Linked DNA regions of Mus musculus: regions 1, 2, 4, 5, 6 and 7 are each linked to region 3. The links are chromatin contacts, called in public Hi-C, HiCAR-type and promoter capture Hi-C maps. All regions are on one chromosome and are shown on one strand. The core of a region is the stretch at or near the end of the contact, and the rest is flanking DNA. Distances in the headings are between cores, read along the strand shown.

Region 1 (3,908 bases), core at 1,405-3,904, 2.3 Mb after region 3:
ACTTTCTCCAGAGCTCTCCACCTTAGTTTTATTGTCTGTGTGTGAGCGGCTGTGGGCACTGTACACCACAGCACATGTGTGGAGGTCAGAGAACAACTTGTGGCTGTCACTTCTCTCCCTCTGTGTGGGTCTAAGACCTGGATCCAGCGCTTTCGCTTGCTTGAGACATCTCGTTGACTAGCTCCTCCGTTGTTAACACAGGGTCTCACTATGTAGGTCCAGTTATCTTGGAATTTGCTCTGTAGACCAGGCCGGCATCAAACTCAGAGATAGACCTGCCTTTGCCTTCAGAGTACTGGGATTAAAGGTGTGCACCACTACCACCCAGTTTAAAATTCTAAAAAGATTTGTGGGTGCAGGGATTTGAGGAGGCCAGGAGAGACTGTTGGATCTCTGGGAACTGGAGTTAGAGGTGGTTGTGAGCCCCCACGGGTGCTGAGAACTGAACTAGGGTGCTTGAGAGGAGCTCGCTCACTGCTGAGCCCCACCTTAGATTTGAGTCCCTCGTACTGAAGCTGAGTTCAGTGATTTGACTGAGCCGACCGCTCAGGGTGGGCTTTTCGATGTGCACCACAGGCCTGGCTTTATAGGTGAGGTCATGCTTGCACAACTGGCCTTTCTTTTGCATTTACGTGTGTGTGTGTGTGTGTGTGTACATGAAGTGAGAGGGGGCAGTATGGGAAGGGTCAGTGGACAACTTAAGGGAGTTGGTTTTGCCTTCCATCATGATGGTCTAGAGACTAAATTCAGCCCCTCAGCCCGGGAGCGTGCCTTTACCCTCCGAGCTCCCAGCTTTGGGTTTTTGAGGCAAGGTTTCATATAGCTTAGGCTGGCCTGGCATTCAAGGTCATCTCAGAGGCCTAGGATGACCTTGTGTTGTCGGTTCTCCGGCCTTTACCTCTGGTGTGCTGGCGTTTGCCTTACCACACCCAGGCATCCCCCATAGCTTAAGCCTAAAGCTCTCGGATGGCCAGCACGCCCATGCCCTGACGTGAAGTTCAGTGACTAATCAATACAGAGCGTTCACGGAGCCCTGACACATAGCAGCATTGACTTAACCTTAACAGCCTGGTGTGTAATGAGGCCAACTTGTCCGATTCTGCCCACGATGCGATGCTCTGGGTTAAACAGGTTTGAACAGAGTACCGGATGGCAGAGAGGGCACCCTCAGTATCGGGTTTTGGCTGTTACTGCTTCCAGTCTTCTGACCTGCTCCCTCAAGGCTGGTCTTAAACTCAAAGCAATCCTCCTGTCCCTGCTTCTCAAGTTCTGGAATTACAAGTGTGACTCACTGTACCCAGGAATATGTGTCTTTATTACAGAGGAAGGAGAGCTCAGAGAGTGAGAGTAACCTGTGCAAAGTCCCACAGCAGGAGAGGATGGCTGGCTATCGGCCGCGAACTTGGTGACCTTTCCTGTGACCTCTAAGGGAGGAACTAGATGTCCCAGCAAGGATTCTAGGGACTTGTCAGGACTGACCTTTGATGATGGGAAAGCCATGCCATCTCCCCTTCCCCTTTGATGGTCGCTGGAGGGGTTTGCCTGGGACAGAGATGCGTTTGGACACAGATCACCGTGAAGACTGGTCAGTTTCAGTACCCTGCCCAGCCTGTGGCTGGGAAGGGCCAGGGGCCCAGATCTTGTGGGCAGCCTGGGGTAGGGCCAGCATTCCAGGGGCCTGCCTGGCATGTGGGGAATGTCCCAGGAGAAGTCTCAGTCCTCCAGAAACTCAAAGGGAAGTGTTCTTACGTGGGGTGGTGTGTGGTGGGAGGTGGGAGGTGGTGTTTGTGGGAATGTCCCTCTGGTCTGGAACCCTGAGGGGCTGCAGTTAGGAGGTACATTGGGGCTGTGCCATTCTAGGGAGCTGACCTGCTTTTCTGATGTCTTCATAAACAGAGACCACTATTCCTGCCTTACCTACCCTGCTTCCTGGTAGACCAGCACCCCGGGGCTTGAGCATCACCACAGTAGGGACTTTTGTGGGCCACTGACTTGGGCCACAGTTACCACAATTTATTTAGAGTCAGCAAGGTGGCTGTACTCTATGCTGACCCGGGAATAGAAATCTCGGTTTCTGCTCAGGAGGCCCAGGCTACAAGGCCTTGAAAAACCCTGAGGCGGGCGGGGCAGGTAGGGCTCTGCATGCGCCTCTCTAGAAATTAACCTCCTTTCTACCCCAGACCCTTCTGGCGTCTCTGGCTTCTTCAAGGACCGGCTCTAAGGCTACTTCCTGGTACACCCTGGACCCTCCCTCCATCCTGAAGGGATCATTATCTTAAACCTGGTCCTTCCCATCGACTGGGTTTGGGGGTAGGGGTGTTTCAGGATGGCCTCAGAGAGCAGGAGAAAGTTGGAGATCAGCCAACTACTGCAGAGCACGACTGTGGAGGAACAGTTAAATGGACTAGCAAACACGAACGGGCCAGAGGCAGAAGGACTGCTATGAGTTCGAGTCCAGCCTGAGCCACACAGATACTTCAAGCCTAGTCTGAGTTACAGAGTGAAACCCGGTCTTAAACCCCAGAAAAACACTCCGGGGAAGCGCAGGGGACCGGGCGCGCGCTGCAGAGCCCCCTCCCCGGCAGGCCCGGGTAGGGGCGTGGCCACGGTGACGTCATCCTCCTATAAAACCCTGGGCGCCGCCGGGCTGGCTTTGTGGAGAACTGCAGCGGGCTAAGCCGTGTTGAACAAAGGAGGTCGGGCACAGCTATCCAAGCTCCCGGGGCCACCGGGCCGCCCTCCGCCACCATGACCGCCAACGGCACGGCAGAGGCTGTGCAGATTCAGTTCGGGCTCATCAGCTGCGGCAACAAGTACCTGACAGCCGAGGCGTTCGGGTTCAAGGTGAACGCATCCGCTAGTAGCTTGAAAAAGAAGCAGATCTGGACGCTGGAGCAACCTCCCGATGAGGCGGGCAGCGCGGCCGTGTGTCTGCGCAGCCACCTGGGTCGCTACCTGGCCGCCGACAAGGACGGCAACGTGACCTGCGAGCGCGAGGTGCCCGACGGCGACTGCCGCTTTCTCGTCGTGGCGCACGACGACGGCCGCTGGTCGCTGCAGTCCGAGGCTCACCGGCGCTACTTTGGCGGCACCGAGGACCGCCTGTCCTGCTTCGCGCAGAGCGTGTCGCCGGCCGAGAAGTGGAGCGTGCACATCGCCATGCACCCGCAGGTTAACATCTACAGCGTTACCCGCAAGCGCTACGCGCATCTGAGCGCGCGGCCGGCCGACGAGATCGCGGTAGACCGCGACGTGCCTTGGGGCGTCGACTCGCTCATCACCTTGGCCTTCCAGGACCAACGCTACAGTGTGCAGACGTCCGACCACCGCTTCCTGCGCCACGACGGGCGCCTTGTGGCACGGCCGGAGCCCGCCACGGGCTTCACGCTGGAGTTCCGCTCCGGCAAGGTGGCCTTTCGCGACTGCGAAGGTCGCTACCTGGCTCCGTCCGGGCCCAGCGGCACCCTCAAGGCTGGCAAGGCCACCAAGGTGGGCAAAGATGAGCTCTTCGCCCTGGAACAGAGCTGCGCTCAGGTGGTGCTGCAGGCGGCCAACGAGAGGAACGTGTCCACGCGCCAGGGTGAGTTGGGGACATGTCCCCTCCCTTGGGTCCTGACCCAGTGCACAAAAGCATCTCTGCACTCCTTCTATTTCCCTATTTCCTCCTGGGCTCCCTTTAGGCTCACAGGCCTCTGGGCTCCGCCATGAGGAGGTGGGCTTCTATTTTGAAAGATCTGATCTCACCAGATAGCCTTGGCTATCCTGGAACTCGCTATGTAGACTGGGCTGGCCCCGAACTCGCAGAAATCTTCCTTCCTGTCTCTTGTGCTGGGAATAAAGGCATGTACCACCCCTCTGTTCAGGACGTAGGCTTCTTCTGCTGGGAGAAGGTGACGTGGGGAAGTGGG
Region 2 (3,688 bases), core at 332-2,831, 2.1 Mb after region 3:
GTTGGGCCATTGGGAGTCGCAGAATCCGAGTCCCCGAGACGTGGCATTCTCGCCCGTGAACTGGAAAAAGACTCCTTCAAAACAAGATTTGGTTTCATTTTCCAACGCCCGGGCCTGGGAATACCGATGCCCGGAGAACGTGGCTTGGTGTGGAGGATTTGGGGATCATCAGAGAAGAAAGAAGGGGTCTCCAAAGATCTCAATTCTACCCTAGCTTTGTGACCCACACACCCCCAAAATAACCTACAAAGGAAAAAAAATAACTTAACAGCGCGGGCCAGCGGAGGGGCGCCTCCCCAGCATCGGGTAAACCCTCCTGTAAGTCCTATTTAAGCTGTTTGTTTAAAAGATCTGTCGCTTTCCTGTTCCCGAGGGGGTAGGGAGGTCTCAGAGAGCCCACCCTTCCCTCCCTGACTACCAGCCCCAGGCTACTCTAGACCCCCTGGTTCCGGGAGAACCGGGGCGCTCTAGCAGACGGAGACTAAGCCACAGCTCCCGGGTGACCAGCCGCCCTACGCCCAGACCCAAAAGTCCTCTTCCCCCAACTTTGCTAAGGACGCCTATTTTAACGTGGCTTTGGTTACAACACCCCCTCTTCCTCTCGCCCGCCCTCGCTCTTTATCAGGCTCTGGTTACCAGAATCGCGTTTACTTTTGAAAAAATCTAGGATCGTCACAGCCCGGGATACTTGTCTCAAAGGCGCCAGGAGCTTCCCGCATACACTTAAAGATAATATTCATTAAAGGCAGCGTTTTGAAAAAGGCAGAGCCCAGGCGCCCCACTTTAAGGAAGTCGGGGTGAAGCCCTACGGAGCAGCCTTTGCCATGGTCGAGAAGCTGGCGTGGCTATCTGCGGGGTTCCACTGCGTCCTTCTCTACTTTTCCCCTCTTAAATGCAGCTAAAATGGCTGAATTCCGGCTTTTAATTAAAAACAGCCTATAATCGAAACCGTCTCGGCGTCCCCGGGCTAGCCCGCCGCCTGCCGGGAACCAAGTAGGGAACCGCCGCCCTCGGCGGTGCTGCAGACTGAGAGCTCGGGTGGGAGTCCAAGGCGCAGCGATGCGTCCTCTCCCCCTGATCCCTGCCCTCCGCTTCCCTTCTGGGGACCCCGACTGTTTCGGGGACCTTCTGCTTTGCGGACCCAAGGGGTACGCTGCACAAGTTCGGGGAGCATCGGGGCCCGGAGCGTACCTGGCGCGGCGGGGCTCCGGGCTCCAGGCTCCGACGGCGACTCCGGCAACCGCCGCGGTTCCTGGCGCGGCTAGGCGCCCGTACTGCCCGCCATCCCTCGGCCGCCGCTCCCCTCCGCCACCCGCAGCCGCCTCACACTTTTTGCCCGCCTTTCCTTTTTTTGGTAGAAAACCGCTCCCCGGGCCGGGCGCGCGGCGCGCCAACTCCTCCGCCCTCCCGCGGCCCCGCTCCCGCAGCCCCCGGAAAAGCCAGCTTTCCTCCCGCCGAGCTCCCCGCTTTTTAATAAAATCCAGGTAGCGCCGGTTTAAAGAATCCCAAATCTCCATATACAGCCCGGGATTGGAAAAGGTACATTACACAACCCCCCTTTCAAGTTCCTCTCGCTGGATCTAAAAAAAAAAAAAAAAAAAAAAAAGCGAAGGGGGGGCTTAAGGGGGACGGGGGAGGGGAGCCTCGCAGGCGAAGAAACACGCATTGTTCCCGGGTGCCCGCCCCCCCCTTCGGGCCAGCCCCCGGCCGCAGCGCATTGGTCCCGCTCGCCGCCCATCACGCGCATGTAAACACCTTGGCCCTCAGCCATTCCTATAAAACCAATTACGGACCTCGGGGCTCCAGCAGTTTCCAGGCTCCCCACGGCGGGGCTGAATGATCAAAACTGGTGGTGAGAATTTTTCCGAGCCGTTTCTAGGCAGCCCTCCCCCACACCAGCTCCAGCAGACCCCCCCCTTCTTTCTCCTTCTCCCTCCCCCCACATCCCAGCCCCTCCTCCTGCGTCTGGGCTGAGTGATCAAAATAGAGGAAGATGGTTGTCGCCGCAATCCCGGGCATTGCAAGGCCTCCTGTCAGCTTCCTTCTTCGGGAGGAGGTGACAAGCTAGCCGGGAAGAGCCGGGAACCGGCGAGCTGCTCATTGCGCCCGCGCCCGGCGCTCCCTCTCTAGGGTGCCACTCCAAAGAGCGAGGTTCAGACGAAAAATAACAAGGCCTGCTTCTCTCTCGCTTGCTCGCTCACTCTCGCCTTTTAAAATAAAGCAGCGATTCATTCCCTTTCCCCCTAGCAGTCGCGGTCGGGTGGGGTGGGCAGGCAGGCGACAAGGCCTTTTTTTTTTCCTTTTGCCCCTGCCTGCGGGTCCCCTCCCTGAAACGCGGTGTCAGAAGGCTTTACTGATTAATATTTTGGACAGGCCGCGGCGGTCGGCAGCGGTGAGTTGCATCTTATAAAAGGTTCCTATAGAAACCCGGGCTGTGGGGCTCTGCGGCCGAGTGCGCACCGCGCGCCCCTCCCCAAAGCCCCTTTTGGCGTGGGCGCCCCTCCTTCCCCCTTTCCCCGCCAAGAAAAACCAGAGCAGAAAAAAGGATTAGATCGGCGGAACGCGAGCTGAATCCCTCTCGGTTCTGACATTTCAGCCCTATTAGCATTTCTCCACGGGGCCTTCTGAAACCTATTAAGGTGTAATATTAAAAACCTCTTGGCTGGGGGCCTCTCTCGCCTTCCATCCGCCGCGCCCCCTCCAGGGAGGGCGAGACCGGGAAAGGGAAAAAAAAAAATCTGTTGAGCTCAGAGGAAGCAAGCCAAGCCCAAAAGTGCTTGGCTGGCCACGGCGGCCAGAGGGGGAGGGGAGCACTAATCCCCCAGACTTTGTACTTTTATTTTGCTCTTTCAGCAAAAAAAAAAAAAAAAAAAAAAAAAAAACTTTCGAAGTTAAGTGGCAGGGAGCCGCCGACGGCAGTCTACCTGACTGGGGACCCAGGGAGTGTGATCCTTGCCGAAGGGACCCGTTCTAAAGGGTGGGGAGATCCCCTGCACCCTCTCGGAGCCCGAGCCCAGCTAGGCATTACCTACCCTGGAAAGGAAGCTTGGAAAGACAGAGAGCCTTGCAGATCCTACCTCGAGAGCAACTATAGGGTTTTAATTAAAACAAAAGAAGCCCGCTCTTTCGCCCTGCTCTGCGGACTCAGCGTTTTCCTGCTGCTGCTATTTTTTTTTTAAGAAAATCCATTTTTAAGGCAATTTTTGAGAGTTTTTTTTTAATGAGCTAGTTAGTGCTCATCCGTTCTATTTTTCTTTCCTCCACTTTTAGAAGGAAAAAAAAAGAGGGAAGATTCGAGAGAGAGCTGGGGGTGTCTAATTTAATTCCAGGATAAATTTGAAGGGGGGAAAAAATTCAGCCTCTTGAGAGCAGTTTCAAGTTGCCCTTCCTGGAGCTTTCTGGGCTGGTTTCTAGGCTGCCCTCTTTTAGAAGCTGGAGCTCGGTGGGGGGAGGAGAGAGGAGGGAGAAGAGAGAGGGAGAGGGAGAGAAAAGAACGAAAATAGCCGGAGCTGAGGGGAACTGAGCGGCGGTGTCCGCGCGCTCGGAGCTGGGCGACGGGGTCTCAGTGGCAGCCAGGGGCGACCGGAGGCGACCGGTGCTGCCCGGGGACCGGCAGGAGCAAAGACGGAGAGAGGGGGGTTAGAGAAAGGAGGTATTGTGTCTGTGTGCCTTAGGGGAGGGGGGGAGT
Region 3 (3,804 bases), core at 613-3,112:
GCATGCTTGTGGAGGGAGGTCTGAAACAGACCCTGTGACTGCTTTCACGCCTTTCCACTGTGACCTAGGCTCTCTTGCTAAACCCAGTTGTAGCTAGTCTAGCTAGCCAGCTTGCCCAGGGAGTTCCCCTGTCTTCAACTCCTGAGCATTTGGAATTACAGGCAGCAGCCATACCCATGGGTCTTGGATGTGGGTTCGGGAGTGCAGGCAAGCATTTTATCCACTGAGCCCAGTCTCCCCAGTCCTTGGTTACATTTTGGAACACCAACCTCCTGGAGGTGCAAGCCTGTAATCCTAGGATCTGGCAAGCTGAGGCAGGAGGAGGCTGAATTTGAGGCCAACCTGGGCTACATACAAAGAGCGTTTAAAAAAAAATACCGAAAATGCTAGCAACAAAATTAATGGTAAGAGTTATACAACTGTAGAAATATGATCTCTTTTTTAAAAATGTATGGGAGGAGATGCATATGAGAAACACAATTTATATTAATTGGATTTCTGTGGATGGCTAGGTTATGGTAACTTGCCATATGTATTGAAAGAGTCATGAACTATCTTTGTAATCTCAACACAAGAAATTTCATTAATTTATTCATTTACTTTACATCCGGTTCGAAGTCTTCCCCCACCAAGTCCCACCCTTAGTGGGGATGGTTTTAACTTCTTAAAGGTCTGGAGATGCAGTTCTGCGAGCGAGCCCGGTGAGGGGTGCGGGTGGGGGGCGCTCAGTGGTAGTCAGAAATTAAGTGCTTGCCTAGAATCCCCCAGTGACCCAGCTGGGGAGGTTTATCTGTAGCGCTCTAGTCTGGCATGAGGGTTTCAGTCCCCAGTAGCACCCAAAAAACAGAGATGAGGGAGCAGTTACTGGGGGCAGCTACTGAAGGCAGTGTTGAGAGAGCGACCTCCAAAACTAGGCAAATCTTGGAAAGCTTCGAGTGCAGGAACAAGTAGGGAATCCCAGCTGCTCTCTGCTGACCTAAGGCTTAGTCGTTCAGTCTGTTGTGGAGGCTCTCACAGGCGTCCCCTGGACCCTTGAAAGTCATATTTCACCATGGCCAGGTCCCTGCCTACCTCCCTCAGTGCCCTTCTAAATCTCAACTCCAAAAGCTTGCTTTCCGGTGTGCTACTTTCCCCGGCCTTGCGGCCTTTACATTTAATGCTCCTACTGGCTCTAAACCTGTACCAAGCTGCTCCCTACATCAGCCTATTGCCCTGTCCTATAGCCACCGCCCCTCTCCCACCGCCCCCCGGAATGTACAAAGTTCACTTGATACCGACACGCAGAGAGTGAGAGAGGCACACCTCTTCCAGAGATGACTCCCGGACCCGTGCAAAACTAGCCTTGGGGGAGGCTGGGGACAGGACTTCCCCCTTGCCCTGGATCGCTCCGGGGAGTCGCGAGACCACAGCCTACAGCAACACTTACGAGAGGAGCTTATCGTCGGCCGGCTGCAGCCTCAGACCCGCAGCGCGTGCGGGAGGGGCGCAGTCCCGGGGGCTTCCTGGAAGTAGTGGCCTCCGCGAGCGCAGGCGGGAGCTAGAGGCTGCTGGGGCGCGGGCACGGTGGCGGCCGACGCCCGGAGATGGCTCTTGTGCGGTAATAATCGGCCTGCCGGAGCTGGCTGCCACCGTGCGCCCTTCCTCCCTCCGCCCCAAGGCTCCTTACCGTCTCCGAGGCTATATCTGTGGTGCCCAGGCTCATAGCGGCAGCGCTGCGCGGCCTCCGGGTCCTGCGAGCTCTGCCCTCGGCTTGGGAGGCCTGCCAGCCGCCCTGGTACCATGGCAACCGTGCCGCGGCCACAGAGCCCCGGATGTGGTCCTTCCTCCGGAGCCCGACGAATCTTGTGCACGCGCAAAGTGTGCGCGAGCAAGGGGCCTACCAAGCACTCTCCCGGGGTTGCACGGCGCAATCCGTTCTTGTGGTCTTGTGGGCTTTTTTTTTTTTTTTTTGGTTGTTGTTTTGTTTTGTTTTGTTTCGTGGGATGCGTGAATTAATTGGCTTCCCGCAGGCAATACTAACTTTCTACCTGGAAGCCATGCTCTCAGATCCAACTTCAGGAGCCCGGGTTGGATTTCGGCAAACACTGGCTGCAACTATGTAGTCCAGTGGGCAGAGGTTCCGAGGGTCGCCATGTTGAGTTGAAAAGAGAGCATAAAGCACCATCCTTAACGATACGCAAGATTTGAGATTGGGGACATCAGCCTATTTACATGTTTGTTTTTTTTCTGTAAAGAAACTGAGATGTTGGGGGCCAAGGTGACTGACTCCCTAGTTGTTAGACCTGGGGTCTGGCGCCATGAGGATAAGACTGCCCATGGGCCAGCACCAACTGCTTTAAACCCTCAGCTGACGGTTTGCTATCACAAGCCTCTCTGAACTCTCCAGGATTCCGTGGCTTTCCAACCCAGGCCAGATAGGGAGCACTTCCCTGGTGGCCCAGCAGGCCAGTGATAGATGAAAACAGTATGTCATTTGCCTCTGTGTGTGTGTGTGTGTGTGTACACGCGCGCGCACGCGCGCGCGTGATCCTGTCTGCCTCATCAATGCTGGGGTTACAAATGTGTATCGCTATGCCCTCCTTTTATTTTGTCCCCTTCCGCCCCCATCCCATCTCCTTTATGGATTCTGGCGACTCCTGTTCTTAGGCTTGCAAAGGGACTATTCCCCAGCACACATTCATTTTTTTGAGTAAACAGCTCTCTGCAACTGGGTGGCTTTGCAACATTAAGCTTAATACAAGGATTCTCCTGGGAGGTTTTTTTTTTCTTGCTTGTCTAAGGACCCATGATTTGCCAAAGAATAACAGCCCAGACTCAGTATGTAAACGCAGAGTAGTTTTTTGGTTTTGTTTTTTTTAAGATTTTATTTATTAGCCTGGCAGTGGTGGAACATGCCTTTAATCCTAACACTTGGGAGGCAGAGGCAGAGGCAGAGGCAGGCAGATTTCTGAGTTTGAGGCTAGCCTGGTCTATAGAGTTCCAGGACAGTCAGAGCTACACAGTGAAACCCTGTTTATTTATTTAATGTGTATGACTACACAGTAGCTGTCTTCAGATACACCAGAATCCGTTACAGATGGCTGTGAGCCACCATGTGGTTGCTGGGAATTGAACTCAGGACTTCTAGGAAGAGCAGTCAGTGCTCTCAACAGCTGAGCCATCTCTCCAGCCTGCAGTGATATTTTCTGCAGAAGCCCAACATGCTGGGGTCTCCCATTACCAAGATAGAGACAACCAAGCTCACAGGTCTGATTTCCAGGGCAGATGAGCATTATCTTACTCTATCTCTAGGCATTCGGGAACCATGCCCTAAAAGAGATTGTGTGTGTGTGTGTGTGTGTGTATGTGTGTGTGTGAGACCTCGGGGCTGGGAACCAAACTCTGTTCCTCTGGAAGAGTAAAAGGTATTCTTTACCACTGACCCATCTCTCTAGTTCCCGATGGCCTACTTTTAATCTTTATTAGAAGAGCAGGCTGAAGTTGTGAAGAGTTGGTAACAATGGATGGCAGACAGAAGGCAAGCGGGGATAGAGGACTGGGGCTGTGAAGAGCTACAGAAATACAGGCTTTGGTGACTGGAGGGTCCTGACACTCTAGACCCCGGAGTTTAGCGCTACCCGCTGTGGGAACCGAGGGTTTCAGCACCGGCTGTGCTGACTCACCTGCTGCTGCCCACACCTAACGCTAAAGCTGAAAGCAAGGGCTAGAAGACCCAGTAAAATTCGGAGACCTTAAAAGCCTAGACACAAGGCGGGTGTGGTGGTGCACGCCTTTAATCCCAGCACTCCGGAGGCAGAGGCAGGC
Region 4 (3,601 bases), core at 278-2,777, 2.2 Mb after region 3:
GTGACCAGAGGACACAGGGCCCTCCCCATTCCCAGGGTTTGCAAGGCCTGGCCCAAGTGGGAGAGCCCAAGGAAGCAGGGACGAATGAGGGATCCTTCCCTGCCGAGTCTGAAGTGGGGGTGAGAGAGAGAAGTCCAGGGTGGGCTTATCAGACAGCCAAGTGCATGGCCCAGACCCTGACGCAACAGCACTGTGGGCAGACAGCAGCAGGCAAGGCAACCATGCATCAGGTAGACCAGCACAAGTTTCTAGGGAAGATGGGAAACTGGACCGGTGCGGTGCAGAGATGTGTGGGCACTGGGTAAAGCGGAACTCTGATAGTCCCTGCTCACCAGCCTGGGAGGCCACTAACCCCCAAGGTCCACCAGGAACCTCTGTCACTGAGTCTGGACCCCAGGAGCTGAATTCAGACCTCATATGAGGCCAAAGAAGCCCAAATAGGGGAAGGACTTGCAGAAGAACACAGCCCCACATCCAGTGGGCTGCATGGTGCAACAGGAGAGAAAAGGAGCTGGCATGGGGACACACGCAGCTCATCCTGGTACTGGGGAGGGTTGAGATGTCAATGCCCAGAATGGCACCAAGAAGCAGGAAACCCCAAGGCTGAGACGTGGCTCAGCCAGCAGACTATTTGCCTGACGCTTCCGGGCCCCAGCATGGCATAAATCTAACGTGGCAGTGTATGCCTGTAACGACAAGACCTGAGAAGTAGCGAGCGGGCATCAGAAGGTTACGTTTATTCTGATTATTCTTCTCCGTGTTAGTGGCTAGTCTGGGCTACTTGAGACTCAAAAGAGAGAGACAGACAGACAGGCAGACACAGGACACAAAACCTGAAGGACAAATGTAGTCACCACACTGTGCAGGCATTAGACACAGGCAACCTAAATACAGATACATCCTGTGAGGTGGGAGAAGCCAAATCCAACCCCACAACATGAAGCCCCCGAGCCAGTTAAGGAAGGTGAGAAAGATGCAACTCAACTGCCCAGGGACCTGAGGCACGAGTACAGCCTGGCACGGGGACAGACACGAAGCATAATCCTGCCAGGAACCGACAGTGCAGTGCAGGGAGGAAGGGACCCCAGTCTTGCTGGCTGAGAGCTCCATCTACCCTGCTGGGTGAGGTGCTAGGAGGATTGTGGCTGAGGCAGGAGGATTGCCACAAATTTAAGGCCAGCCTGGGCTACTCCAAAAGTGCTCTATACCTATAACTTCAGCACTCAGGAGATGGAGGCGGGAGGATACGGAGGGGAAGGTCGTGTCCAGCATCACAGTGGGCTCAAGGGCAGCCTGAGCTACAAAAACCCTGTCTAAAAAAAGTTCTTAAGCTAAGCAAACAAAAGAAGCTTCAGGAAAGACGACAGACAGTACGGTTACTTTTCACAGACACCCTGGGCACCGGGTGGCTGGCTGCCAAGAGCAACACTGCCACCTGCTGGACGCCTGCAGCTCAGCGCCCTGCACAGCTGGGCAGACTGTAAGACCCAGAAAGGCTGCTGTCACCGTGGGGGAGGGGTGTACAGCAGAGCCACCACCCTGCAGATGGCAAGGCGGCAGCAGAGGCCTCCACAGAACAGCCTCTCTGCCAGTCTCTAGGGCCTTGCCCAGCCCCGAGGCTGCCAGCAATAGCAGAGAGGAAGGCTTTGTGCTGGCCTGGGTCAGGCCTCAGCGTCTGCCCTGAGGGTTTCTTCAGACCAGCCACTCTCTCTTTACTTACACTGTCTTAAGACAGGGTCTCATGTAGCCCAGGCTAGCCTCAAACTTGTTATGTAGTAGAGGACTTGAATCCTGCCTCCATCAGCAAGTGCTAGGATCATAAGCATGTGCTAACACATCTGTGGTACTACAGAGACTGAGATCTGTTTATGTATGTATGTATGTATGTATGTATGTATGTGCATGTAATGTGAGCTCACATAAGCTTATATGCCTCACATCTACACAGTTGCCCAAAGTGGCCAGGAGAGGCTATCTTGGCTGTCTTGGAACTTGACCTGTAGACCAGGCTAGCCTCTGCCTCTGGCGTGTTGGCATGTCCCAGCTGCAGTAAGATGACTTCTGAGTCATCTCTCCAGCCCCATGTTGTAAGAACTGACCCAGGGCTTAGTGTCAGCTGGGCAAGCACTCTACCAACTACGCTAAACTCCCAGCCCCTTACTTGCTTGTTGAAATGGCCTTGCTTATAGGCCAAGCTTGCCTTGAATTCACCAAGTATTCCAAATTCCCAGTTCTGCCTCAGCTTCTGAATTGCCGGGAGTCCAGCCTTTACAAGGATGAAGGAAGGAAGGGTCAAGAAGTCTTTCTTGGGCCCACATCAGACACAGTAAACTCAAACTTTGGCTTCTAGACTCCAGGATAAACTCTGTACCTGAGGCTAGCCCTAACTCCTGGGCTCTTTCTGTCTCAGCCTTCCATGGCTGAGACCAGAGACTATCCATGGGAACTAGTCCCCTGCAGCAGGCCAGGCCCTCTGATCATGCTGCTAGAATCTGGTGCTCCATCTCCTCAAAGTCGGTAACGGGCTGAGGACACTGAGTCCTGGGGACAGCAGTACTGTCTGAGACCTCCCGGTCAGCTGCCAGGCCTTGCCACTCACCTCCGGAGGAGCGACTGCTGCAGGCTCTTGCAGGTGGTAAGGGATTCTCCGGTGAACATGTGACACATGACGACCTGCAGGCAACGGGCCATAAAGGCCAGCACGGCATCTGGCTGCAGGGTGCCGCTGCGAGATACCAGGCACAGGCGCTGCAGAGACGAGCACTGGCCCAGTGCCTGGAAGAACTGAGCGTTGGCGTTGAAGTAGGGCTGCTCCAACCTGCAGAGAGATGGGTGTGAGCTCTAGGGACTTGACTCCAGGGATGAGTGAGGCTAGCCACTGCCTACAGACCTGCCAGCTCAAGGCTATCACATCCCATCTTCAGTATGCCCTCCCCCCAAACCCCCCCCCCCCCCCCAGTTCTCATACAGCCACAGCCACACCTGCTGGCCTTAGGGGACTTACATGCAACTGCCCTAGGGAGCCGATCTGATGGCAGAGATAGATCAGCCACCTGGACTTTTATTTTCAACGCTGGGAACTGAACTTAGACCACACATACACTAGGCAAGCACTTCACCACAGAACCGTATGCCCAGCCCTTTGGATTTTAAATCTTAGATGGGGTCTCGCTCCGGTGTCCTGGCCAGCCCTGAATTTAGTTTCCTTCTGCCATAGCTTCGCAGGGTGAGAAAGTGGCAGGTAAGAGGGATGCAGGGTCATGAGCAGCAGAGAGAGAGAGAGAGAGAGAGAGAGAGAGAGAGAGAGGAGAGAGAGGAGAGAGAGAGAAAGAGAGAGAGAGGAGAGAGAGAGAGAGAAGAGAGAGAGAGATAACCAGCCAGCCCATCCCAATGCTCCTAACAGCACGGGGTGGAAGCCCAGTGCCAGGCAGCAGTAGCTGCCACCTCCACCACTAGGTGGCAGTATGGACTTGCACTAAAGCCCAGGTATCCTGGGGCTTAGTTACACACTGTGTCCTATACATACTTTCAAACCTTTTTCTAAGTAGATAGCCACTTACAGAACTTTGCCCTAAAAGATGTTATGTGTCACAGAGGTCAA
Region 5 (3,843 bases), core at 171-2,670, 2.6 Mb after region 3:
TCTGCTCCATTCTCCTTAACCTCTCATCCTGGATTCGAATGCAGTGTCAAGTTCACGGCTTCATCAGGCAAAAATCACTGTGTCACTTCAACACATCTTTCCACTCAAGTCCTGAGCCTAGGGCACAGCGCTGCAGACACTCAGAACGGGGTGCTGCACTGTCCATAGAAAGGAGTGTGCAGAGACACAATCGTAAAGGTTAAAAGTTAGGAACTCCAGAAAAGTCCCAAATCCAGGGGATCCACGTAAAGGATGTTTGCGTGGGGTCACGCTCGCGCATGCGCACTTGTGGCTAGTTACCTTCATTCCCGTTCACTAGCCCCACTGACTTAAGACCCTTTTTTGTCCAGAATGTCTTTCCCTGTTCACTACACTCCTCACCATCTGCCCAGTTTCCGGAGCCCCTATTCTCCAGGGTTGCTCCCTGGAGGTCATCCACGACCCCCCAGAGCAGGCTCCTCAACCAGGCCAGCTAGCCCCCTGGCCCAGCCAGTAGCGACAGAACCAAAACAAAATGCCAATGCCACCCACCCAGGCTGAGCAGGTGGGCTGATCCTCGCTGATACCTGCACCTCCTCCCTCCCTTCTTGTGTCCACATAATGCACCCTAGATTCTGCCAACGCGTTCCACCACCCATCTCGGGGGCAACAGATTTAGCAGAGAGAGAGAGCAGTCCAGCCAGCCTCCATTTACAGATGAAGCAGGCTAGGCCACGGCCCCTCAATGTCACAAAGCTGGCTGTAGGGCTCCAGGACAAGGTCTTTCCCTTTTCTTCCTCTCTCTGGGGGATGGGGGGAGGGTACCTAGCTTCCACTTCGCGCTAGGGCGGGAGTAATGACAGCCCTCCTTGGAAGGTGTCTCTCTAGGGGGCGGGGGCGGCTCCGGCCCAGCTCCCGCCCCTAAGCTGGAGAAGGCGGCGCTAGCACCCTGCAAAGGTGCAGTGCACGACGTCCCCGGCCCGCCCCCTCCCACGCTGGAGTCTGTACCCCTCTAGGGTGTTAAGCCATCCCTGACGTGCCGCGCAGGCCCAGGTCGGTATTGGGGGGATCTAGGGGCCTGGAAGATCTAGCTCGTGCAGCTGCAACTCCGACCCCACCAAGGACGGGCCCTGCAGTCCCGCGATCTCCCCACGGACACCGGAGGCCTCCAGCTCTCGAGCATCCATGACGGCCAGCCTTGCCGCCGCCACCGCCCCCAGCGCGCGCGTCCCGCCCGCGCGCACCTGCCGCATCCGCGCGCCCCACTCACCGCGCGCGCGCCCGGGCCCGGCCAAGCCGGAGCGAGACACGGACTCGTGGGGGGTGGGGGGCTGTGACCACCGGGGACTCCCCCCCGCACTACACAAAGTGACGGCCGCGAGCTGCGCGACGGCGGAGGAGGCGGCGGCGCGTGGGCACCGGAAGTGCCGCCCGCCGGCCCCGCCTTGTCCGCGCCCACGAGGGGGGCACTTCCGGTCATGGGGCGTCCCGGAGCTCTGGATGTAGACAGGGTGCTGCTGCGTCGCACCCCCATATGCATGGAGGATGGTTATAGCTACCCACAATGAGCACCCCCTGCTTATTACCTGCTCCTCTATGTTTCAAGGGACCCCTGCCCACGACGTCCAGCCCCAGCGAGCATCTCTTCTCGCCAGACGACAGCCTAAGTCTACCTTTGCCCGTGCCAGGACGTGTCGGGAGCCCGTCCTCCTGTCCACCGGACCCTCCCTGGATCTCCTGATGGTGGAGAAGGGTAGTGACCCCCAATGGGTATTCAGGCAGCGCTTGTCTGACCCTGACATGGGCAAGGGTGTGGCTGGGAGATTGATCCATTCTGGCTTTACTTGTGTGTGCAGGGTGTGGCAGACAGAGGGGCAGCCTATTCAAGGCGTGAGGGGGGTACTGTGGACTATAACAGTCAAATGCATGAAAGACTGGAGATTGAGGCCAGACTGGATTTATGTTCTTCAACTCCCTAATCTGTCATCCCCAGGCCTGGCAAGAATATTGGGAAATAGCCTTGCATGGCTTTAGACAGGTCGAACCTTGACAGTCCATTGATATATTCACGACTACTCAGGGCAGTGCTCTGTAGCTCCAAAGAGCCATCCATATTATGAAGTCCCTGGACCCCAAGCCTGCTGGCCACCTATGCCTGGAGTAAATGCCCTAGGTACCTATAGAGACCAACCCTGGACATGACCCTGGGGAGACCAGAGTTCTAGCCTCTGCCCTCTCTCCCCTCTTCCTTGGCCTCCCCTCCCTTATATTGAAAAGTCTTTGTGACACTCTTGTGCTTTTCTTGGTAGACCATGTAGACTGGATGCTTTAGGAGTCATAGCCTTTCTCATCTTAGGCGAGCCCTAACCCCTAACTGTGGGTTCTCTAGGGACCAGAAACACTCTTCTTTCCTGCCTACACACATTTAGGCACACATAGAAGGAAGCTGCTTGTCTCTCGGTTTTACTAGGATGTGTGTTCACATGTGTGCACATGAGCTATCTCCGTGATGACATTCTTACGCACCCTGGGTTTTCACACAGATGGGTTACCTACCAAATCACCTGCCTCTCTGCAGGATCCCTGGCAGGCTAGAAACCCAGGGAAGGGAAGGGGAGCCAACCTTTCCCTCTGGGAAACCCGAAGGAGGTGATGAATGTGTGTACCTGCCATGTTCCATGCATGTGCGTGTTCCTGCCATGTTCCATGCATACATGCATTCCTGCCATGTTCCACGCATGCACGTGTTCCTGCCCTGTTCCATGCATGCATGTGTTCCTGCCATGTTCCATGCATGCATGTGTTCCTGCCATGTTCCATGAATGCACGTGTTCCTGCCATGTTCCATGCATGCACGTGTTCCTGCCATGTTCCATGCATGCACGTGTTCCTGCCGTGTTCCATGCTGTGCTCCCTTCCCATGTTCTTGGGCCCTGTTGTCAAGTGAGCAGCTGGGAAAATGGAGAAACAGATTTTCAAATGGAGTCCATATGTCTCAAGTATCATGCAGCCAGACACAGTGGTGCAAGCTTGAAGTCCCAGCTACTCTGGAGGATCATGAGTTCAAAACCAACCCAAGCAATTTAGTAAGACCCCCATCTCCAAAAACATTAAAAGGTGGGGGTTGGGGGTAAGCTTACCAGTGCTGGGCCTGACTTAGAATCCCCTCAGTGAGGGGCTGAAGTTGTGGTTAGATAGCAGACTGATTACTCAGAATTCACACCAGTGAGAAGCTGGGGTATGACTCAGTGGAAGAGCATTTGCCTAGAAACCACTGCTGAGGATCTGGGAGCATGCGGTACCGAGCTTACGAAAGGCTTTGGATTCCATCCCCAGCTCCTTTGAAAACAAAACAGAACAGAACAGATAGGACGTTAGTTAGTATTGCCTGCTGTGGGCGATTGGAACTCCAGTGGAATTCGAGGCTACTTTTTTGGAGGGGAAGGGAGTAAAGAAAACATGTATTTAATTCACAGTTTTGGAGACTGGAAGTTCAAACAGCATGGCAGATTCTAGTGAGGGATCCTGGCTGCATCACACTGTCAGGGGAATGTGTGTGTGTGTGTGTGTGTGTGTGTGTGTGTGTGTGTGTGTGTGTATGTATGACTGGCTCAAGATAGTGTGATGGCTAATCTTGAGTGTCAAGTTGAGGCACTTAGGAAAAGAGCTCTCAGTTGAGAAATTAGCTCCATCAGATTGGCCTGTGGGTATGTCTGTGCATTTTCTTGATTGCCAATTGATGTGGGAGGGCCCAGCCCACTAAGGGCGGTGCCACCCTTAGGCAGATGGACCTGAACCGTTTAGAACAGGGTAGCTGGACAAGACTGTGAGCAGCCTTCCTCCATGGTTTCTACTTCCTGCCTC
Region 6 (3,616 bases), core at 83-2,582, 2.2 Mb after region 3:
TCTGGGCCTCGTCACCCACATAGGAGTCCTTCTGACCCATTCCCACCATCACACCCTGTGGAAGGGAACAGCCTTCTTAGCACCGGCATCGATCCCCAAGAAAACCCCAGGCTTGCCACTCCCAAAGTAACAGGTCACTTACCTGGTGCCTAGGGCGGCCCACGATGGAGGGGAATACAGCCCGGGGAGCATCGTCGCCCGCGAAGCCGGCTTTGCACATGCCGGAGCCGTTGTCGACGACCAGCGCAGCGATATCGTCATCCATGGCGAACTATCAAGACACAAAAGAAGGCTATAGTCACCTCGGGGCCGCCAAGAGCAGCCGCTGCCGCCCTGCCCACTTCCGGCAAGCCGCGGGCTCGAGCCGCCAGGGGGCGCGCGCCCAAGCTCAGGGGACAAAGGAAGCGCAGACCGGCCGCATTATTACCATAAAAGGCAAACGCTGGCCCGGAGGCGGACCTAGGGCAGGAAGCCAGACCTCCGCCCCCTCCCCAAACGGGCGCAAGCTCCGCCTACACTGCGCCGACGGGCGGCTTGTGCGCGCGCGGGAGGCGACCACACCCAGCAGGAAGCGCAAACAAGGCGCCCGTGCCACTGTGACCCCGCCCCTTCCGGACAACGGCCCCGCCCTCGCCCAACCCCGGGCAGCCGCGCTCCCAGCCTCAATACGCACGCGCAGCTAACTAGGAAGAGGGGGAGAGGAAGAGCTCCCTCCCTAGCGCACACGCGCCTCGATGCCCAGTGATAGAGAGCGCACGCGCAGTGGCATCCCAGCCCCCACCCGGCCGAGCCGGCCCTGCCGCGCCCGCCCGCCCGCCCGCCCGCCCGGCAAGCCGAATAGGCAAACCGGTTTGGACAAAGACCCAGAGGCCATTGAGGCGTGATCGTAGCGTCTGGTTCCCAATACTGTGTACTCTCAAGATGGACCTAATACGGCTTTTAACACCCGCAAGCCGCACCGGCTCATCAAATGCCCACACCGCGACCCTAGTGTGTCCCCAAGCCCCACGCACCGAGCGGGAGCGGGCCCACGAGTGTCTACACCGCGGGAATGTGGCTGCAAAGAGTCTACACGCTAGGCGTAAAGTTGGCTGTGCCAGTGTCCGCTCCGCGGCCCGGCACCACCCTCCACCCGCCCATGGTGTCCGTTCTGAGTGATCCTCAGGACCCTGCAGTGAGGTACTAGCCACGAGAGAGCGAAGGCCCGCTGGGCCCGGCGTCCCTGCTTACCTGGTGGCGGGTGTGGACCGGCAACGAAGGAGCTGCAAAGAAGCTGTGCTCGCGGGTGGACGCGACTCGACAGTGGCTGCGCGTTGCGCCGCCGGGTTTTATAGGACGCCACAGCGGCCACTCGAGCCATAAAAGGCAACTTTCGGAACGGCGGGCGCTGATTGGCTCCGCGTCGCTCACTCACCGGCCTCGCCGCACAGTGCAGCATTTTTTTACCCCCTCTCCCCTCCTTTTGAAAAAAAAAAAAAAAAAGAAGAAGAAAAAAAAAAAAAGCGAGAGAGAAAGCGAGATTGAGGAAGAGGATGAAGAGTTTTGGCGATGGGTGCTGGCTCCGTAGGCCCAGATGTACAGGAATAGCCTCCGCCCTTGTGGACACTGCCCCATTCAATGTCTCGGTTACTAGGCCTGCATTCTGGGGGTCACCCAACCACCCCAGGACCCTCTGGGTGTGGATGTCACGTGGATATCGAGCACTTAAGTGGATGAGGGTCAGCATCGAGGCCCGGACCCTATTTGTGTGGCCTCTTGTTTGAGGGACACGCGGGGCCTGGATTGAATGGACAGAGAGTCACTCCCCCTTGCTAGCAATTGCTAGCAATAGCCGGAAAGCCAGATCCGGGGGGGCCCCTTCTGCTGTGGTTCTAATTTGCTAGGTGTGTTGGGGTTCAACTTGGAAGCAGAACTCTGGTTGGAGAGGTTTTCATGGATCTTGACCTCTTAGAGACTCAAGGCCATCCTATCCCAAGCATAGGGCGAGCCCCAGTGGTCCAATAACTGGAGGTGTTGCAAGAAGATGCCTCCAGATATCCCCTGCCCCGGATCTAGAAAGGAACTGTGCTCAATAGAACAAACAAAACTTCTCATGGAGTCAGGCACTTTTGGAGAACTGCCTGATCACACCCAGGCAAGACTAAGCCTGGGCCGTTAGCTAGTGTCTCTGGGTGACTGCCAGACATCGCTGGGCTGGGGCCCACCATCTATCCTCTATTTATTATGTGCAGCCACAGCTGAGTTGTGCACTAGTCCATCTGCCAGCCGTGGGGATTCTGGGAGTGACAAGCTGCTCAGGGAAAAGTTGGTGGTCACCGGAGCCCCAAATCCTCCAGAGAGAAGCAGCCCCTGTCCCCCTCACCTAAGTACCAGTGTTCTACTTAGCAAGCCAGCTATTTGGCTGAGAGCTACACACGGGGTCAGGGTTGAGGGCCGGATCCCTCAGCTTAGCTTAGAAGGACACGCACCTTCTGGGAGAGTGTGACAGAAAGCTGGATTTAGGCAAGAAGGGTGCTTCAGGTGAGATGCTCTGGGCCTGCCGTGCCTCAGTGCATGCATAGGTAGGTGTTCACTGGCTCACAAAGTGTAGGTGTTGAAACCAAAGAAGGCTTCATCCATATATGGACTACAGTGGCCAGCTTCCTTGTTCTTGGCTGGTGGCAGGGCATTTTGAAGTTGCTGAGGCCTTGTCTGGAAGAGGTGACCATCACCCCAGCATATGCTGTGAACTGGAAACACACCCCTAGTTATCTTTCCCACCAAAAAAAAAAAAAAAATTTGACAAAAGTCTTCTGCAGTCACCAACCCTGAGAGAACTTTCCCAGGCAGTCTCCTCCCTGCCTCCGGGGGACAGGACTGCCCTGGCCCTGGCCTTGTATTTCTCAGTTGCTCAGGCAGTTTGCCAGCTGCCCAAGGACCTGCCAGTCCTGCAAGTCACAGGTGGGGGTGGGGCAGGGCAAATGCTGCCTGTCAATAAGGAGAGCCCAGAGTATTCCCAGGAGAACCCTGGTGGGGTGCAAGGGAGAAAGATGCCATCAGCCATCAGGGGTGCAGGATGTGGAGGGAGCCTCTTGGGTGACACCAGACAGCTTTACTAGGTTAGAGCAGACCAGATTCCCAGGCAGGACCTGTGTTGCCACTTTGTCACCTCTCAGTCCTGGGACTGGTCAAGGGGCAGGCACCTCAGCCCCACCCGACCTCTGAAACAATTCTGGTCTGTCTTGTCTGCAATGATCATTTTCCAGTGTTCTCTTTCACATTCTTGGGGGTGGCGTGGGGGGGATTTCTCTTGGTTTGTTGGAAATTGAGGGTGGGAGGTTGTTTTTAACAGGGTCTCAGGTAGCCTAGGCTGCTCTCAGATTTGATATGTAGTGGAGTATAGACTTGAACTGATCCTTCTGCCTTTACATCCCGAGAGTGTTGTGATTACAGGCATATATCACCATGCCCAGCTTCTTTGTTTGAAACAGTGGCTCCCTATGTAGCCCAGGCTGGCCTCAAACTCCTGCTCTTCCTGCCTCAGCTTCCTGTGTGCTTATGAAGACAGTCATGGTGCCTATTCAGGCTAGTCTTAATAACTCAGCACCTCCCCCAGCCCGGACAACATAAAACAAGC
Region 7 (4,050 bases), core at 380-2,879, 2.6 Mb after region 3:
TAGAGACAGAGAAACACCCTCCAGTTCCAGGTGGGAGATGGGGGGGGTGCACATGGGAAAAGCAGGTTAGAGCCAGCCCAGGTGTGGGGGTCAGGGCTGAGGCTACTGAATCCTGTCAAGGTGTCTCTTTCTCCAGCAAGACCTTGGCCTGGCAGCCACCTCAACAGGTCCTACGCTAAGTTTCAAGGTAGCTGGGGTTAGCAGTCGTAAATATGCTGGACACACATGGGGTCCCTCCGTGGTGGTCTGGGTTGTGCCAGCTTGCGACTCAACTAAAGAATCCTTGCTGGGGGCCCTACTGTCTCCATACCTCAACCCTCACCTGAGAGGGTGTCAGGCCCTGGACCCCCATCCTCAAGACATCGAAGCTCCAACACAAAGGTCTGGGTTGCTGGGCCCAGCTCCATCCTGGCGGTCACACCAGGGTCTCCCGGAGCAGGCTGTGCTAAGAGGAATAAAGGAAGCTGTTCAGAAGAGGGGTGGTGGTGGCCGAACCCCATTCCTACACAGAATAGCCAGAGCTGTTATTTGATGGATGTACCCAGGGATTCACCTCCGCTGACCAGTGGCCCTCTGTCTCCAATACTGACCCATAACTGTGGGAACTAACCTCTCCCAAGACTGGAAAGCTTGTGGCACGCTTGAGGGTACCTACGGGTACAGCTCCTTGTCCCCTTCCAAAGCATGATCATCCCCCACGCTTCTAAGGCCACAATAGGTCTGGTGTCACCCTGGGTCAGGACACCCTGGGAAGGTAGGTTTCTAGAGCACTGTAGCCCACAGCAGGAGCCTTCTGCAGGCCTGTGCTCCTGTCCTGAGTCCACTCTGAAGAAGTGGTCTGCACATGCGGGAGTCCCCACTCCCCCACGCCAGCTGACTACATCTCCCTCTGGCTTTGGAAGCCCTCCTTAGAGAAGCGGCTCTGCGCGCGCCTGCGCCAGGCCTCACCTGGAACAGCATTTCCCGCCGCCGGCAGCAGCCTCTGCACTAGGGGAGGTGTGGTCACCAGTGGCCACAAGGTGAAGGCCACGGCTGTTCAGCCAGCTCCTTCCGGAGGTACCTTCATCTAGAATGAGGCACGGAGGCTCTGACCACCCCCGGGAGAACCCTTTACGGGCACTCTGCGGGATCTTCGCTGTCAGAGCCGCGGAGGTCGCCCTGGGCCAAGACAAGGTGCAGAGTGGAGTTCCCAGGCAGAAGTTGGTGGAGACTCTCGCGGAGGGACAGGGAAGGGAGGCAGGGTTCCAAATCCAGAGCAGGGATCAGGGTTGATCTGGGTGGCGCGCAGAAGGGCCCAAACTAGGGCCCTAGGTTGGCTCGGTGGGAACCGGGTGACAAAAGTCCTGGACGATCACCCGCCACAGGTGCCCGGGGGGCGGGGGGCGGGCGCCGCGGCCGGGCCAGGTCCCCGATCGCTCGCCCGCCCTCCCGTGCTGGGCATCCGTGCGGGAAGCGGCCAGGCCAGGGCGGGGGCGCTGGGGGGCCGGCACAGGAAGTCCCCCCGGCATCCGCATCCTGTCCCCCGCCCTTGCCGCCCGCCGCGCCCCCGCGCCCCGGCCCCGCCGCCACCACCGTGGCCGCTGCCTTCGCCTAAGCCATAGTCTCTCTAGGCCGCGCAGCTAGCTCTGTGGGCTTAACCCTTCCCGGCCCGGCCACTCACCAGGGCCCCCCCGGGGGAGGTGTGGGTGGGAATGGTGACAGGATGGTCGGCCCTGCGTGCTTCCCAGGGTCCACCGATGCTGGGCGCAGCGCACGCCGCAACGCATCGCCTGGTGCGGTGCGCGTGTCCGTGCGCCACGGTTGGCGACTGCCACTGAAGCTGCAAGGATGGAAGAGGAAGGGGGTACCCATCCAACACCCCCATATTCTCTGAGTCAAAGGCGTGGCTTCAGGACGCCCTTCCCTTGACTGAGGGGTACAAGTTGGGGCTAATTAGCTCGCACTTAACCCGTTCATGGGGAAGCCCCCTCCTGACCTTAGGCAGCTCAGAACAGCCAACCCAGACTCTTGAGTTGGCACAGATAGACAGGTAGAGACTGTGCCAGCTCCATCAGGGACACCCTCAGGAACTGAGGGACCTGCTGGTATCTCTTTGGGTTCTTGCTCTCTCCAGTGGCCAGAGGCCCTCCCTCATTCAGCTACCAGCCAGGAGGAGGGGAATGGAGAGGCCCCCTTCCAGCGTACAGAGCCAAGGCAGCTCCAGTGGCTTTCCCCTGTTTGTTTGTTCCCTGCCTGGGGGTAGGAGTGGGAATGGGAATTGGGGTGTGTGTTTCTTTTCCAAGAGGCTTGAGCTGACCGTCTGTATTTCCCCATTTCCCCCCGCGCAGCTTTATGGGCAGCCCACAGGCTTCTGGCGAATTCACATAAGAAGCCCTGCTTCAGATCTGGCAACAAAAGAGCTGCCTCTATAGAATGGAAATGTCCCCAAAAGGGGGGAGAGTCCTTCCTGGGATCACACCCTGTTCTTCCTGTCTCCCCGCTTACAGCACAGTCTGCAATTCACACTATTCCTGTTCCCCCAACTCCCAAGCCTGACTTGGAAATCCTGAACGATGGATGTCTGTCTGACTTGCAGAGCAGCAGCCCGCTTACAAGGGAAATGGGTGCAGAGGGCCAGAGCCAATACACTGAGCTGTGGGTACACCAGTAGGGGGCCAGCTTTGGAGGCAGGGTAATTTGGAGTGACAAGGGCTCCTTGCAGCCAGGTAACCAGAGGCACCATATAGTCTTCCATCTGTGAGGGTAGAGACAGGATGCCAGGCAGTGTAAGGACAGCTGAGCAGACAGGTAAAGGATGGGGTGTCCTTCTCCTCCCCTAAGCGGATTGGAGCCTCTTCCAGAGACCTCAGTCCCTAGTGTTTCCATCCTCTGTGTATCGTGTGTGTGTGTGTGTGTGTGTGTGTGTGTGTACATGCACACGAGTGTGCATGCGTGTGTGTGTGTGTGTGTGTGTGTGTGTGTACATGTAGAAGCCATATGTCAATACTGGGTATTTTCCTCAATCATTTTCCACCTTTAAAAGGAGGATACACATTTATTTGTGTGCCCGTGTGTGTGTGTGCCCGTGTGTGTGTGTGTGTGTGTGTGTGTGTGTATGTGTGTGTGTGAGCATGTGGATATTCAAGTGCAGGTACTTTGGAGTCCACAAGGGGGCAGCACTGAGCCACCTCTCCAGCCCATCTCCACCTTATTTTTTGACCTAGATCTCTCACTGATTAGCTAAACTGCTGGCCACTAAACTCCAGAATCAGCCATCTCTGTCTCTGAAGCATGTGAGTACAGGACCACACCACTGTGCTTGGCTTTGATATGAGTGAAGGCAAGAGAGATGTAGCTTAAGTTGGCGCATGCTTACCAAGCAGCCCAAAAGCCCTGGGGTTTGATCTCTGGCACCGACACCAACAGTGCTTTCCTGAATTCCTTGTGTTGATCTAGTGCACAGCAAACCTGAGTGGGCCAGGGGAAATCCTGACCTTGTAACCAGTTGGCCAGGAGTCTGGGTAGACTGGGGACCCTGGAACTGGTCTCATCAGGACTATGCCCCCAACCTGTGTAGTCTGCACCCATTCTGGTGGTTACGGTTTTGTTGCAGCTTTGGATGAATGCATGTTGACTGTTTCCATGGTTACACTTAAGACATCATCTTTGGGGCTGAGCCCAGAAATCTTCTCCTGAGTTTGTCAGTTCTAACCGCTCTGATGTTGACTTACTCAGTATTTTCTTTTCATTTTATTTGTATTGATGGAGCCATGATTTCTCTTGGCAGTCCTTCCCATATCTTTCTCTCATCTCAACCTCACACCCAGTCAAACTGATTAGAAATCTAGCTTTTCTTTTTGGTTTTAAAATCACATTTATTCCTTGGGGCAGGGGAGGGGGCCATGTACCACAGTCTGTAAGACCTCCTCCTTCTCCTTTGTGGCTCCAAGGAATGAAACTCACATTGTCAGGCGTGGTGGCAAGCACCTTTACCCACTGAGCTGACGCGCCAGCATTACTCTAAGTTTCTCTTTTTCTTTTGGTGTTTCGAGACAGGGTTTTTTCTGTGTA

What was found. Promoter capture Hi-C pulls out the DNA fragments that hold promoters and counts their contacts. Hi-C and Micro-C count contacts between places; a contact is called where the count stands out from the background. HiCAR-type assays count read pairs that join an accessible place to other places.
Region 1: a HiCAR-type map of embryonic stem cells shows a contact between it and region 3, with 4 times the contacts expected there. The contact joins the promoter of Fscn1 here to the promoter of Iqce in region 3. A contact is called at or near these places in 1 of 39 promoter capture datasets (embryonic stem cells) and 5 of 115 datasets of contacts at active chromatin or transcription factors (embryonic forebrain, embryonic hindbrain, embryonic stem cells and 1 more).
Region 2: a contact with region 3 is called in a promoter capture Hi-C map of liver, with 4 times the contacts expected there. The contact joins the promoter of Tnrc18 here to the promoter of Iqce in region 3. A contact is called at or near these places in 13 of 39 promoter capture datasets (the 3T3-L1 cell line, 3T3-L1-derived adipocytes, the SN4741 cell line and 8 more), 1 of 484 Hi-C or Micro-C datasets (muscle stem cells), 13 of 115 datasets of contacts at active chromatin or transcription factors (the NIH/3T3 cell line, the SCID.adh cell line, bone marrow-derived dendritic cells and 9 more) and 1 of 9 other capture datasets (adipose tissue).
Region 4: a contact with region 3 is called in a promoter capture Hi-C map of hippocampal neurons, with 4 times the contacts expected there. The contact joins the enhancer-like site here to the promoter of Iqce in region 3. A contact is called at or near these places in 3 of 39 promoter capture datasets (hippocampal neurons, pre-B cells and stem cell-derived epiblast-like cells) and 2 of 115 datasets of contacts at active chromatin or transcription factors (embryonic forebrain and embryonic stem cells).
Region 5: a promoter capture Hi-C map of liver shows a contact between it and region 3, with 3 times the contacts expected there. The contact joins the promoter of Zfp316 here to the promoter of Iqce in region 3. A contact is called at or near these places in 3 of 39 promoter capture datasets (cranial neural crest, hippocampal neurons and liver) and 1 of 115 datasets of contacts at active chromatin or transcription factors (astrocytes).
Region 6: a Hi-C map of B cells shows a contact between it and region 3, with 6 read pairs. The contact joins the promoter of Actb here to the promoter of Iqce in region 3. A contact is called at or near these places in 4 of 39 promoter capture datasets (cranial neural crest, hippocampal neurons, liver and 1 more), 1 of 484 Hi-C or Micro-C datasets (B cells), 2 of 115 datasets of contacts at active chromatin or transcription factors (astrocytes and embryonic forebrain) and 3 of 9 other capture datasets (adipose tissue, liver and pancreatic islet).
Region 7: a contact with region 3 is called in a promoter capture Hi-C map of liver, with 2.6 times the contacts expected there. The contact joins the promoter of Zfp853 here to the promoter of Iqce in region 3. A contact is called at or near these places in 3 of 39 promoter capture datasets (hippocampal neurons and liver) and 1 of 115 datasets of contacts at active chromatin or transcription factors (astrocytes).

Annotation. Positions count from the first base shown.
Region 1 is chr5:142,957,701-142,961,608 of GRCm38.p6, forward strand. Fscn1 (fascin actin-bundling protein 1) reads left to right here and starts at 2,655. Exons shown (of 5, transcript NM_007984.2): 1 at 2,655-3,580. The coding sequence starts at 2,749.
Region 2 is chr5:142,816,081-142,819,768 of GRCm38.p6, forward strand. Tnrc18 (trinucleotide repeat containing 18) reads right to left here and starts at 1,582. Exons shown (of 28, transcript NM_001122730.3): 1 at 1,192-1,582.
Region 3 is chr5:140,700,516-140,704,319 of GRCm38.p6, forward strand. It overlaps Iqce (IQ motif containing E), which reads right to left and starts at 1,863. Exons shown (of 23, transcript NM_028833.3): 1 at 1,667-1,863. The coding sequence starts at 1,702.
Region 4 is chr5:142,876,059-142,879,659 of GRCm38.p6, forward strand. Fbxl18 (F-box and leucine-rich repeat protein 18) reads right to left here. Exons shown (of 5, transcript NM_001033312.3): 4 at 2,600-2,818. Among named protein-coding and RNA genes, the nearest start is that of Fbxl18, 17 kb to the right of the region's middle. Within about 2 kb of position 1,528, at least 59 of the 459 cell types and tissues checked have an H3K27ac peak or open chromatin away from gene starts, as enhancers often do. A contact at or near this core is called in hippocampal neurons, where this site is marked.
Region 5 is chr5:143,268,602-143,272,444 of GRCm38.p6, forward strand. Zfp316 (zinc finger protein 316) reads right to left here and starts at 1,421. Exons shown (of 7, transcript NM_017467.3): 1 at 1,250-1,421.
Region 6 is chr5:142,905,422-142,909,037 of GRCm38.p6, forward strand. Actb (actin, beta) reads right to left here and starts at 1,333. Exons shown (of 6, transcript NM_007393.5): 1 at 1,231-1,333; 2 at 143-271; 3 at 1-55. The coding sequence starts at 265.
Region 7 is chr5:143,291,905-143,295,954 of GRCm38.p6, forward strand. It overlaps Zfp853 (zinc finger protein 853), which reads right to left and starts at 1,630. Exons shown (of 3, transcript NM_001370826.1): 1 at 949-1,630; 2 at 323-440. The coding sequence starts at 960.